Linked DNA regions of Anser cygnoides: region 2 is linked to region 1. The links are chromatin contacts, called in public Hi-C maps. All regions are on one chromosome and are shown on one strand. Each heading gives the region's core, a stretch centred on a gene start, on an enhancer-like site or on the middle of the called end of the contact. The rest is flanking DNA. Distances are from core to core; before and after follow the strand shown. Region 1 overlaps LOC125185063 (a long non-coding RNA gene). Region 2 overlaps CTBP1 (C-terminal binding protein 1).

What was found. Hi-C and Micro-C count contacts between places; a contact is called where the count stands out from the background.
Region 2: a Hi-C map of liver shows a contact between it and region 1, with 9 times the contacts expected there. The contact joins two enhancer-like sites. A contact is called at or near these places in 2 of 7 Hi-C or Micro-C datasets (both in liver).

The regions. Positions count from the first base shown.
Region 1 is chr4:6,972,734-6,978,567 of Taihu_goose_T2T_genome, reverse strand. It overlaps LOC125185063 (a long non-coding RNA gene), which reads left to right. Exons shown (of 3, transcript XR_007169934.2): 3 at 1-1,029. Among named protein-coding and RNA genes, the nearest start is that of SPON2, 29 kb to the right of the region's middle. Within about 2 kb of position 2,662, at least 1 of the 3 cell types and tissues checked has open chromatin away from gene starts, as enhancers often do. A contact at or near this core is called in liver, where this site is marked.
Region 2 is chr4:7,118,882-7,124,715 of Taihu_goose_T2T_genome, reverse strand. All of the region lies in intron 2 of CTBP1 (C-terminal binding protein 1), which reads left to right. Among named protein-coding and RNA genes, the nearest start is that of SPON2, 180 kb to the right of the region's middle. Within about 2 kb of position 2,300, at least 2 of the 3 cell types and tissues checked have open chromatin away from gene starts, as enhancers often do. A contact at or near this core is called in liver, where this site is marked.

The sequences.
Region 1 (5,834 bases), core at 1,413-3,912:
TACCTATGCTGAGTTTCCTCTTCTCTGAACAGCAAAAATCTAGTAAGACAAAGTTCACAAGTAGGATTTTTTTTGCAGGTTACTTTATAAGTTAAATTTAACACAACAATTCTAAAAGCATTTGCTTCAGGCATCACATAATCAGTTCTAAAACATCATTTGCTGTGTAATGCTATTAGAAATGGTTGTGCTAGGAGGTGCATGGTCCAAAGAGATGTGACATAAAATCTGGGAGGGAGGCAGAGTAATATGCTTCATTGTTAGGAACTGTATAGAAAAGAGGTTGCAAACTCCTGTCTTAATCTGAAAAATCTTTCCCAACATTTCTGGCAGATTTGGTCTGCTTCTCTTTCTGCCCTGAGCTTTTAATGTAAAAAAAAAAAAAAAAAAAAAAAAAAAAAGTTATGTCACAGAAGTAAAAGCTACAAGAAAACCACAAAATAAAATAAAAAAAAATATATAATCAAAAACATACCAGTGAATGACTGCTCTGTGGTTTTTGTAATGTGGACCCCATAGGAGAATGCAGTGTGTGGGACTTTGGATGTAGCTGTAATTCTGGAGCTCTTTTTCCTGACTCCAGTGATGTGTCCTCAGGGCAAAAGAGATTCTTCTCAAGAATGGTTTACAAATATTCAACCGAGCTTTTCCATGAGATGATGTACATAAAATACCCTTCAATAAAATGTGCAAAGAGTTCTCGATGGGGTACTCTCACACACACACGCACAAAAAGAAAAAAGAAAAAAAGGAAAAAAAAACCAGCATCAGCAACACAAACTGGCTGTGGAGACAGCTATGAACTGAAGCTTTTCAAAAGCCTAGAAAAATAAAATCATTCAAAGGCTAGTAGATCATATGAACCTTAGCTGCTTGCCATGAACTTGTATTACATCTGAGATTTCAAAAGACTACTGCTGTTGCACTGATTGTATGGTTTTAAATCTCTACTCTTACAGCTGTGTTCTGTAGAAATTAGATTTGCATCTATCTGATCCACCTGTTGCCATTGTCACACAGTAAGTTGTAAAATTTACATATTTTGCTATTTTTTTATCTAAGTTTTTGGAACAGAAGAAAAGAGATCAAAAGTTGCAAAAGGACTTGCATGTTTCTTACAGGAGTAATAATAAAGTGTAAAAATAATATAAATATAAAAAAATAAAGTATAACCTAACAAAGACATACAAAGATGCTTTAACATACGGTTTTTCTCCTCAGCAAAATTTATAAAGGTGATAAAAGCTTTCTTTGCTGAAAACTTTTATTCAACCAGAAATTTCCAAAGTGACAGTAAAAACAGCAAGAACTTCTACACTGTATCATCTTTTATTTGTCCTGGGAGTAATTAGAGATCTGTGGGTGAGCTTAGAGCTGTTTGGACACTGCAGCTGAGGTTCAGAGGGCTGTTGTGAGAGGACAGAGGACTGCAGAGGTGTGGGTTAGGTGGAGGTAGTGAGATGTGGCATAACTGCTCTTGCAGAACGCTGTTATCATGTTGGTGTGGATGTACCCATTGTCCTTCTGGGCAGCCTGGGCTAAAGCTGGGCTCCTGGTCTTCCCAGCGTCATTTCTGCAAAGGATATAGCACTGGTAAAGACAGAGCAGGTAAGAGTGAGAGCGTCTTTAATCACAGTGCACCTGAATTTTATTTCCTTGGTGCACTAGTTGGACTCTTTCAAAGTGGGCTGTGAGGACACTTTTGCAATATATAAATGCATAAAATGTATGAAGGTACATAAAAATGCATAGACTATTATATTATATTATATATAATATATATATATATACTATTATATATATAGACTATATATTGGAGAAATTTAACTTTGAGGCTGCCTTTACACATGCTGCTGTGCAGTTAAAAAGAAAGGTGTAACCAAATACCTTTATTTGCTTCAAAACAATTTGGGAAGGAAACCCCCCAGTTGTCCTTCTCTGATTTTGGTCAATTTATCTTGAAAAACGATGGTAATCAGCCCACCTTTGGAAGACTGGGAGGGCAAAGAAAGATGCCTGTTTTCTAACTAAAGGCAGAAAATAGTTCATTTTGAACGAAAGCTTCACTGTGAGGAAGAAAGATTGTGTGGGGGCCCGGCTACGTGAGATGTGATGTCAGCCTACTGTAGCTGCTTCTGGCAAAAAGTTAGTCAGTGTAGTGGGACCAGCAAATGGACATTGCAGTGCCATTTTGGGGGGTCATGTTGTCCTTAATGCTCTCCTAAAATTGTTTCACCCTGTCTGATGATGGGATCCTTGAAAGGATCCAAAGAACTTATCTTAAAATAAGCATAACTTAGCTTAAATTGAAAGTAAACAAACAAACAAAAGATCCTCTTTTATTTCTCTTACTCTGGCTGGACATCAGAAGGCAGAAAAGTTGATTTTCTGGCTGTATTTCTAGACTTCTGATTTTATTGGTGCCTATGACAGGGAATGGAGTGCAGGGAGCAGAGCTGGCTCCATGAAGTCTATTAGACGTATTGTCGTGCAGATATATTTTACCTGGAAAGCACATTAATATATGGGTGGAGATAGCCAAAGATTTTGGAATAAAGTATACAAACTTTGTTCTGAACTCACCCTTCTTTTGTACATTGGAATATTTATATTTTTCTTCTGATATCTCTTATATAGTGATTCCCTATTTATTTTTTTTTTAGGAGGGGTATTTTTCTTTTTTTCACACATGGCTCATTGTTATGCACACAAACTTTACATATCTATTTTCTGAATAGTGTCAGTGTTTTATAAAAATGACTTAAAAGACCCCTGTTTATTAGAACAGTCCTAATTTTCTTAGTGTACACTCAGATATCCTGTGTGAAATGGAAACTGTCTTTGCATTCCTTTCCCTCTGCCACCTGAGCACTAGCTTCATGAACAGTGGATGAGAACTTCAGTTGTGGTTACTCAGACATATATCACTCAATTTTCTGTTTTTCTTGGTTAGTTTTATATCTTCTGGTATCTTTTTCTGCTCATCTGAGAGATATGCTTCCAGTTCAAAACAAGCACTGTTGTGCAATTTGTTGACAGTTGATTTTTGGGAGTTTGGAGGGGATGGAAACAGTTTCACAACATGGACTAAAAACAAACATGCATGACTTTTACCTTTCTGACCCATTTGCTCACCCACTTCCTGTTTCCTTTATTGCAAAAGTTGATCTCATTAGAAAAAATAGCACAATCTCTCTTAAAAATAAAACAAATGTTTCCAGGCCTGTTTGTTGTATAGGAGGTGGGAGTTTCATGCAGAGCTACAGAATTGAAATGTCTTGTAGGATGTCTGCTGCTTTTGGAAGGAAAAAACTGAGGAGAAAATGTGTATCTGCTTTGCATAGCAGACAGTTCACAAAATGTTGTATTTATAGATACGGAAGCAAAGAAAACTTCACCAACAGATCATCTGGATCTCGGTTAAAGATTTTCAGTAATCTCCAAGCCAGTAAATGCTTCTGGCTTCCTGCGATGACATTGAACTTCGTCAGTTCACTCCATCCTGCAACAAATTTTATGAGTGCAGGAAGTTGTCAGTGGCACTTCTCAGGCTTTTTATAGTTAAACACACGTTTTTCTAGAGGGATGCAATAGTGGGGAGTGTTTCAGAGGCTTGAGCTCTGTGACATTTTCCTTGACTTGTGCAATCTTGTGCTCAGTATTCGATAATCCACGGTTTTCATCAGCTGTCAGTTACAAGAACTTGCCTTGGGAGTTTCACAAATAAACTACAGTAACTGGGAGACGTGAAAACTGTGTGCAGTCCCTGAGTGCTCATGCCTTTAAATTTCCTTAAGACTCACACCAGTAGACTTTTGTATACAGAGAAAGCTACAAGCAATATAATCAATCATTCAATGAATGTGGGTTTCTGAAACAGCTGCATATCTGGATAAGCTGCTTGATAAGTTACCAGAGACAGTTTATGGGTGGTGTTTGTGCTCTCTACACATTGTGCTAAGTGCTGTTCAAACTGCCCTTGACTTCCAGCCAACAGATGGGAAAGTCATTAGCAATCAGATTTGAACAACAGTTGCTTTCTGTGTTTACAAAGTCCTGTACATGATCTGTATGTTGACGAGTTATACACTGAATGGAAAATGTCTGACATCTTCTCTATGCAATTTGTGTAAAAAAATTGCAGTAATCAGCACAGAGCTGATTTCGCGTGCTGCAGGTCTCTTCTCCATCGTACAGATGAGGGCTATAGAAACTGTCTAAAAGGGGACAGTTATGTGGTGAAAGCACAGGACCATCAGGAACAACAGCACAAGACCAGTTTGTGACTAGGACACAAAGTGCATACTCCTAAAAGCCTGAGCATTTCCTGCGCTGTCCCTGAAGTCAATTTCAGTACATGCAAGAATAGCACTACAGGTACAGAAATCTAAATAGTCTTTAGGCAGGTCTAATTCATGCATCCCTAGCACATAACCTGTGCTCTGCTCAGGCCTGGCAGAGTTGCTTGGGTAATAATTTCTCAAAAGTAAATTGCTACAGACAGTGGAAAGCGTTCTGCACAACTGAAACATAATTGACATCAAGCATGGTATTATCCTCCTTTTATTTTTTTCTTCTTATTAACTTGATTCCTCAAGAAATAAACACATGGTCAGATTAATCCTACTATTCAAGGGTTTACTTTAGGGATGGAATTGGTTCATTATATTTAATTTATGGGTAAAGAATTTCCATTAGTTCGTAATGTTTCCCTGTGCTGTAATAATGCTCTCTGCTTTCTGAACTACTGTCCAGAGGCAGAAGCTGGTTAATGCAGAACTAATATTTTGTCAAGGTACCTGAGGGGCTGACTTGGTAGAAGTAAATCAGTTCAGATAAGAATTATTTCACCAGTGGTCGTTACAGACTGGTTATTTATTTACTTTTTGTAATCACAGTATTGAGAATATATATTGCATTATTCTTTATTGAAAAAAAATATGAGGGAAGATTTTTTTCAAAGATTTAAATAGACTTAGGTGGTCAGCTAACTATTTTCAGTGACTCAGACACCTGTTTTTTTACCATAGAACCACAGAATGGCTTGGGTTGGAAGGGACCTTAAAGATCACCTCGTTCCAATCCCCTTGCCATGGGCAGAGATGCCACCCACTAGATTAGATTGCCCAGGGCCTCATCCAGCTTCGTCTTGAACACCTCCAGGGATGGGGCATCCACAGCTTCTCTGGGCAACCTGTGCTAGTGCCTCACCATCCTCAGAGTGAAGAATTTCCTCCTTTCATTTAATCTAAATCACTCCTCTTTTAGTTTTAAACAATTCTGCCTGAGCAAAAAGTTGCTCTCCACCTCTTCTATAAGTCCCCTTTATTAAGTGCTGTAAAGCTGCCATAAGGTCACCCTTGAGCATTCTCTTCTTCAGGCTGAACATCTGCATCTCTCTCAGCCTTTCTTCATAGGAGAAGTGCTCCAGCCCTCTGATCAACTTCATGGTCGTCCTCTGGACACACTCCAACAGACCCACATCCTTCTAACAGACCCACATCCTTCTAACAGACCCACATCCAGCGCACTGCTGGCTCATGTCAAGATTTTTGTCCACCAGTACCCCTAAGTCCTTCTCTGCAGGCCTGCTCTCAGTTCTTCACCCAGACTGTATTCATGTCTGGGATTGCCCCGACCCAAGGCTATTACCTTGTAATAACCACAGATATGACTGTCTCAGTTCTTTTCCCATGAGAATCTGAAGATCAGGTAATTATTTGCAAAACATATAGCATAATAGTTACCAGAGAGAGGTACTGTCTGGAGACACAGGTTGCAGAGGCCTTCTTGAAACTCTCCTACATAAGAGATGTATGGTGTAACCTGGCTTT
Region 2 (5,834 bases), core at 1,051-3,550, 150 kb before region 1:
TGCAGGAATAAAAAGGGCCTCAGAAATCATCTAATTCTCTCTCAGACTTTCAAAGAGAATTAGTAAAGATTAGTTTTCATATTAGAAGACTAATTCAAAAAGAACATTAAACAGGGATTATTTTTATAAATAGTAAATAACCTCCTGTCATATCTAAGGGTTCTTTGATCACAGAAATGCATAGTGAAAGAAGCAGTTCATGAATACGCCTTATGATACCTGGGAAACTGCTCACATTTAATTAAGTGCAATTTTAAATCAAGTTAGTTAAGCTAGTGCATGCCTGTTTGAACTCTTTCACGTTTGCATTAGGACGCTTAGGAATCGGGGAAGCCAAATCAGAAGGTGGTAGTCTGCAATGACTTATACTGGGTGTTCGTGTTCTGGTGTCCGAGCATGCTTTAGTGTGAGTACAGCTCCTGTGGGGGATTTGTACCTCTTTATATAGGGAACTTAATTGAAGCACTTACATTAGGAAATTAATAACCAATATGGGAACTGAATTGCCTTCTCCAACTCCTTAGCTTCATTTTTTCCCCCTTTGGTTATAGAAGTTTAGCATTGCTCAAAATCTTGGGCGGGTAGTGAGTAAGATGAAGTGTGAACTTGTTGACTTTAAGGGGAAATTTGGTCAACTTACTGACTGGAGGACTGGAAGAGAGGGGAGCAGAGGCAGCAGTGCTGGCAAGCGTGCAGGTGACAACGGTGCGGCCTGGCTGGTCCTGGGGCTCTTTTGTCACTTGTGCGTAGCCTGCTGTGCGTTACATGCAGGTAACTGGTGACCTTACTTGTGAAAGCACTCTGAGATCTGGTGAAAACGCCGAATTCGAGATCGATTCTCTTATTAATGGTGCTCTGAGTCGGTGCTGGGTAGATGTTGTTGTGTCTTGCTTACTTACAGGTGAAGGGTTTGGGAGGCGAGGCAGTGTGCTTTCAGTTGTGGCCTGAATTAAAGTAAATGCACGTAGGAAAAGACAGCCTGTGGCTTGACGGAACGCAGCTCCGTACAAAACATGCTGCTGTGATTGAAAGCCTTGTTTTTTCAAATTAAAAATGTACTTTCCGCTACTAAAGCTCCTTCTCTTTAAATAAAGAAAAACAAACAGAAAAAAAGCCCCGTACCCAAACCATCATCTATATTTGAATTGGGAAGCTGTATTTTGCCAATTAGCTTGACAGGACACGCATGCAAAGAAACCAGCGAAACGCTGCTAAGTGCTGAGGCTGCAGCTACGCTGTGCCCTGAAACACTTGTGCTAGCACCGAGTACTCCCGACCCTGCAGAGATACGAAGGTTTGGAGCAGAGACATGACTGCGAGCTATTTTTACTTAACAGTTGAACTTTGGAAGAGAAGAAGTAAGGGATAATTTCTTTCAGTTGGAGTTTGCACGTTGTGTGACTATTAAAAACTTCAAGACGACTGCTGAGTAAAGACAGCTCCTTGAAGTGCCAGATGGAAAAGAGCAAGAGAACTGCCTGCTGTTTGACACAGAAAGGGGATTTTCGCAAGCCTTGTTTTGGGGTCTTCCCCCAGCCTGCCCTGTTGCTGTGCCAGGCTCTTTGCTGTGCTGCAGCTTCTGTCATGGGGGCCCATCCAGACATGAGATAAGTAGCCCCCTCATTAATTACACGACAGAATACTGACTTCAAACAGCATCTTCATCACTCAAGCAGCATCACCGTCACTTCACTCAGCAGGTCTGCATCACGGCTCCGTGCTGCTGGGATCAGCACGGCTCTGTTCCAGTTCCTGCTCGCCTTGTCCAGTAAGTGCTCTTACGGGCACGGCAAACATTTCTGCTATTCTAGAAATGCGCTGGCTTTTTTGAAAGCTGTCGTGGTTTGTGAAATACGAGTCTGACTGTTTGGTTTGGACGGGAGACCCCTTAATTCATTCTTTCGCAGGGTAGCCGGTCGCGTTATTACATCCATTTTATATGGATTTCGTTCAATGCCTATGTTTACACATAGCTGGGAATAATTGGAAAATGTGAAAAATGCGGAGTATCCTTCAGTTGGCTAAAATTTGAAAAAAGGGCGTTGTTTTTTTTTTTTTTCCTGCCGGCAGCTGGAAGGCAGCCAGGTGAAAGTTAACATTCCCACAATACCTTTTTTTCTGTGGGCTAATGGGCAAGTTCAGGGCAGCGTTCTTGCAGGCGGCTGGATAAACACCGGGCCGGCCAAGGCTGTGGCACGGCTATTGCTGAGCGTGGAAGCGTTGCCGTTTGCCCTCGCGGTTGTTGCTTTGTTGACGATTTTATGTCATTATTGTTTTCCTGTTTATATTTAAATAATATGTTATTTAACACGGAGCTGCTGAGGAGAGCCCGGCGGAGGCCCCTGAGCTGCTGCAGGGCCTGGGGCGCCTCTGCTGTGAGGAGAGGCCGAGGGCTGGGGAGAGGAGGCTGGGGGGGGTCCCAGCAATGTCCCTAAACACAGAGCCCTGGCACAGGCTGCCCAGAGCCTGGGGGGGCTCCTTGGGGATCCCCAGGAGCCGCCTGGACGTGGGGCTGGGCCCCCTGCTCGGGGTGGCCCTGCTGGGGCAGGGCTCGGAGCAGAAGGCCCCAGAGGCCCCTGCCAGCCTCGGCCGTGCCGTGGCTCTGTGGAGTCCTGTTCTGTTACCATTTAGGATATCGCCCGAGGCAGCGCTGTATGAAAAATCACCATAATCCAGAGATGACCTCATGCGTGGTAGTGAAACGAGGCAGCGAGTACAAAACTAACTTTCAGAAGCTTTCAAAAGCTTGGTAGAGAGGCGTCTGTACAGCAGTAGTGTCTTTCTGACAGTGGCTGAAAAGAGGTGAAGGGGTGAGAAGCAGATCTGCCCTTTCGTCTTGCTCAGCTTTGGGCACCCCTGGTCCTTCAGTAGGAGCAGGCGTGGGGCTGGGTGTGCAGCTGGCAGCTCTGGCTGGCTCCCAGCTTGCAGTCACCGCTACTGCTTCGAGCATTGGTAACTTTTATAATCTTAAAGCCTCATCAGATTTTATAAATACATTTTTTGCTTGTCAGAATTCACATCTTTGTACTTCCAGAGTCGCTAAGCAGTTTATGTTCTGCAAAAAATACTGCAAAGTGCATAACTTTGCATATAGTTTGATCTATTAAGAATATTCAATGCTTTAAGTATTTGTGCAATTTATTATCTTTTTGATTGCTAAATAGCAGTGCACTGTGTACTGCCTCAAAGTAATAGTGTCCTCTTGAAGTGCAGGAATAGTGGTCTTTCCACCCAGGTGAATGATCATTTCTGGGCTACTGCAAAAACTGTAGTAAGGCTGGGTGGGTTAGCTGTGGCCATCTAGGGACAGTTTGGGGAAGAGGGAGTCAGAAATGTGCAGAATTTTGGAGTTGCTAAATGTCTATAGCTTTATTGGGCTGTCATATAAACGTTGTTATTATTAAAAATCATCTTAGTCATTTAAGATCTTTTCAGCTTAATCCCTTTCTACAAGAACGCCTTTTTGCCTTTGAAGGGCAATTTTCCTAGAAAATTGAAGGTTTTTTATTATTGATGCTTATTTAAAAGGGTAGCAAGTGAGTGTCACATCTAAAAGTTCCATTTTTACTGAGTTCTGAATTGACAAAAGAAGAAAGTCACCGGTGAAACTCGATCTTTTGTGCTTTCTGGATAGGTTGCGACAAGGCCATGTAATTATTCTCCTTCATTCACTGATGTCCCTGAGGTCCTTATGCTCACCGAAGCTAGTAAATGAATGTAAAGTTCATTATATGTAGATTTTCCATTTTTCCATGCAGTGTGTAGGCCCGTTGTCGTGTAGTCTGTACGGTCACATAATTATGGAATCACTAGGATCAGTATAACCACTTGTAATGTTCCGTTCTCTTATTCGAAATACAGCAAAACAGTAAAATACAAGTGCACTAAGGTGTATTAATGGTGGGATTTCCAGCTCTCTGATCTGTGACCACAATTTTTCATCAGTTTTAAACCTCTAATGCCTTTAATATGTTTTCAGGAACTAAGTAGGAAGAAAAGCACTATTGCTTACTTGATTAAAATACAGACATATTAAGAAACAGAAATCTGTTGTCCTGTCTTCAATTTGTATTCATTTAGAACGCAGGTTTTATGGACCTTTTAGCAGGAGATTATTTATTTCTCTACGTTGTAAAGAACAAATACTTGAACTGCTGGTTTTATTGGACATAAATGCCAGTATTTTGGAACTGGCTATATTTAGATATATAGCATCCTTTTCTAGTTAACATTTCCTTGCCTCCTTGCATAAAGTAAGTCTGGTTATTCCACACACACACACACACAGATACATATATACATGTGTGGGCTACGTGCTCCCTAATTTTCAGCACAAACTTCAAACTTGTTTTTTGCTGTAGCACAGAGTGGTAGCATCCTTTCATCATCTGAGAAACCAAACTCCTCCATACACGTAAAATGTATTAATTACGTCAGATATGTGTGTTCACATCAGTGTGTGAGCTGCTTGGGTGCAGATGAGTATCTGCTCGCTCCCAATGCTCTCGGTTTTGCAGCTAACCCTCAAGCAGCGGGCTGCCTTACCCTGCAAGCAGCTCTGCTGCCTGATTGCAGAACCCCAGTGCAACTCCGTGTGAGTAGGGAACAAAAAGCAAGACCTTAGATGAAGACAAAAAATAAAATCCTAATGAAAGATGTGCACTGAATAGTAACTTGCGCTTTCATGTCTACCAACTGTGAAACCTCTGTAAGAATTGCTACTGTTGTGCGAGTGTTCCCTCCTTCTTAATAGAGGTGTTCTGTATCCTGTTTTTCTTGTTGACTAGAGAATGACAGCTTTTAGAAGTATTGTAATGATGAAGTGCCATTAGCTGTGTACCATTCATGTCTTAAATTGCATCCTTTGTTGTGTTCCTTGCTATTCTTGTAAAATAGTTAGGTATGGTCAGGATCTTGATTTCCAGCACTTCTGCTTTCTTTTTATTTTCTTGTTTTGTAGGTTATTCATTTTTTTGTTGAATTATATGTATTTCTGTGATCAGTTGGCATGGAAACATGGCTGCTTTATAGGCCAGTTGCTTTTAGCATTAATTTGCAGGTACTTGTTTTTGAATGTGAAAATGGAAACCATTTATGTTCTTCATCATTCCCCATCATTAATACTTGCATGCTTTCCGACGCAACATAAATTATCTTTCTTTCTGTCTTAAGGGGAAAAATGTACTTTTTTTTAAAGTGGAAAAAAAAAACCAAAATACTCTGCTGCTTCATGTACACCATATTAACACGGCAATACTTGGTATAAAAATAATTTCTATGTAGATAGCTTGACAGTACAGTGAAGCAAAGCCTAACACCAAATCTTACTTTAAAACCAGAAAGCTTATAACGCTTTTCACAAACTCAGAGTCTTTTTTTCATGGACCTATTTTCATGAACCTTACTTTCATTACTCTTCCTCTTTTGATTTCAAAAAGAGCCCTATTTTCTTAGAGGGGTTTGCTGAGTTTCGCTTGAAGAGAAGTTAGAGGTTTGCTTTGATCAGTAGTGAAGAAAATGGAGGAATACTTCTTGCTGTTCTGTGACTTTAGTTAGTGGGGTTTGCGGTTTCTGGAATACCTCGGTGTGGGCAGAAGTGAATTTGTAGGCTCTTCTCTGCTCACCGCTGCAGCGGTGACAGGACGCTTCAGTGCCAGCTGCTCGAGGAAAAACAAGTTGCACTGTCACACGTCTTCATAATGAAGAATAGCTGGACTACCGGCGTGTGTTCACATTTATAGAAATCTGAAACTGTCAGATTACGTGCTATTTTAAGTATAGGTAACTAAATACCTCATTTAAGACATATTATAAGCAGGTGCAGATTGTCTGCT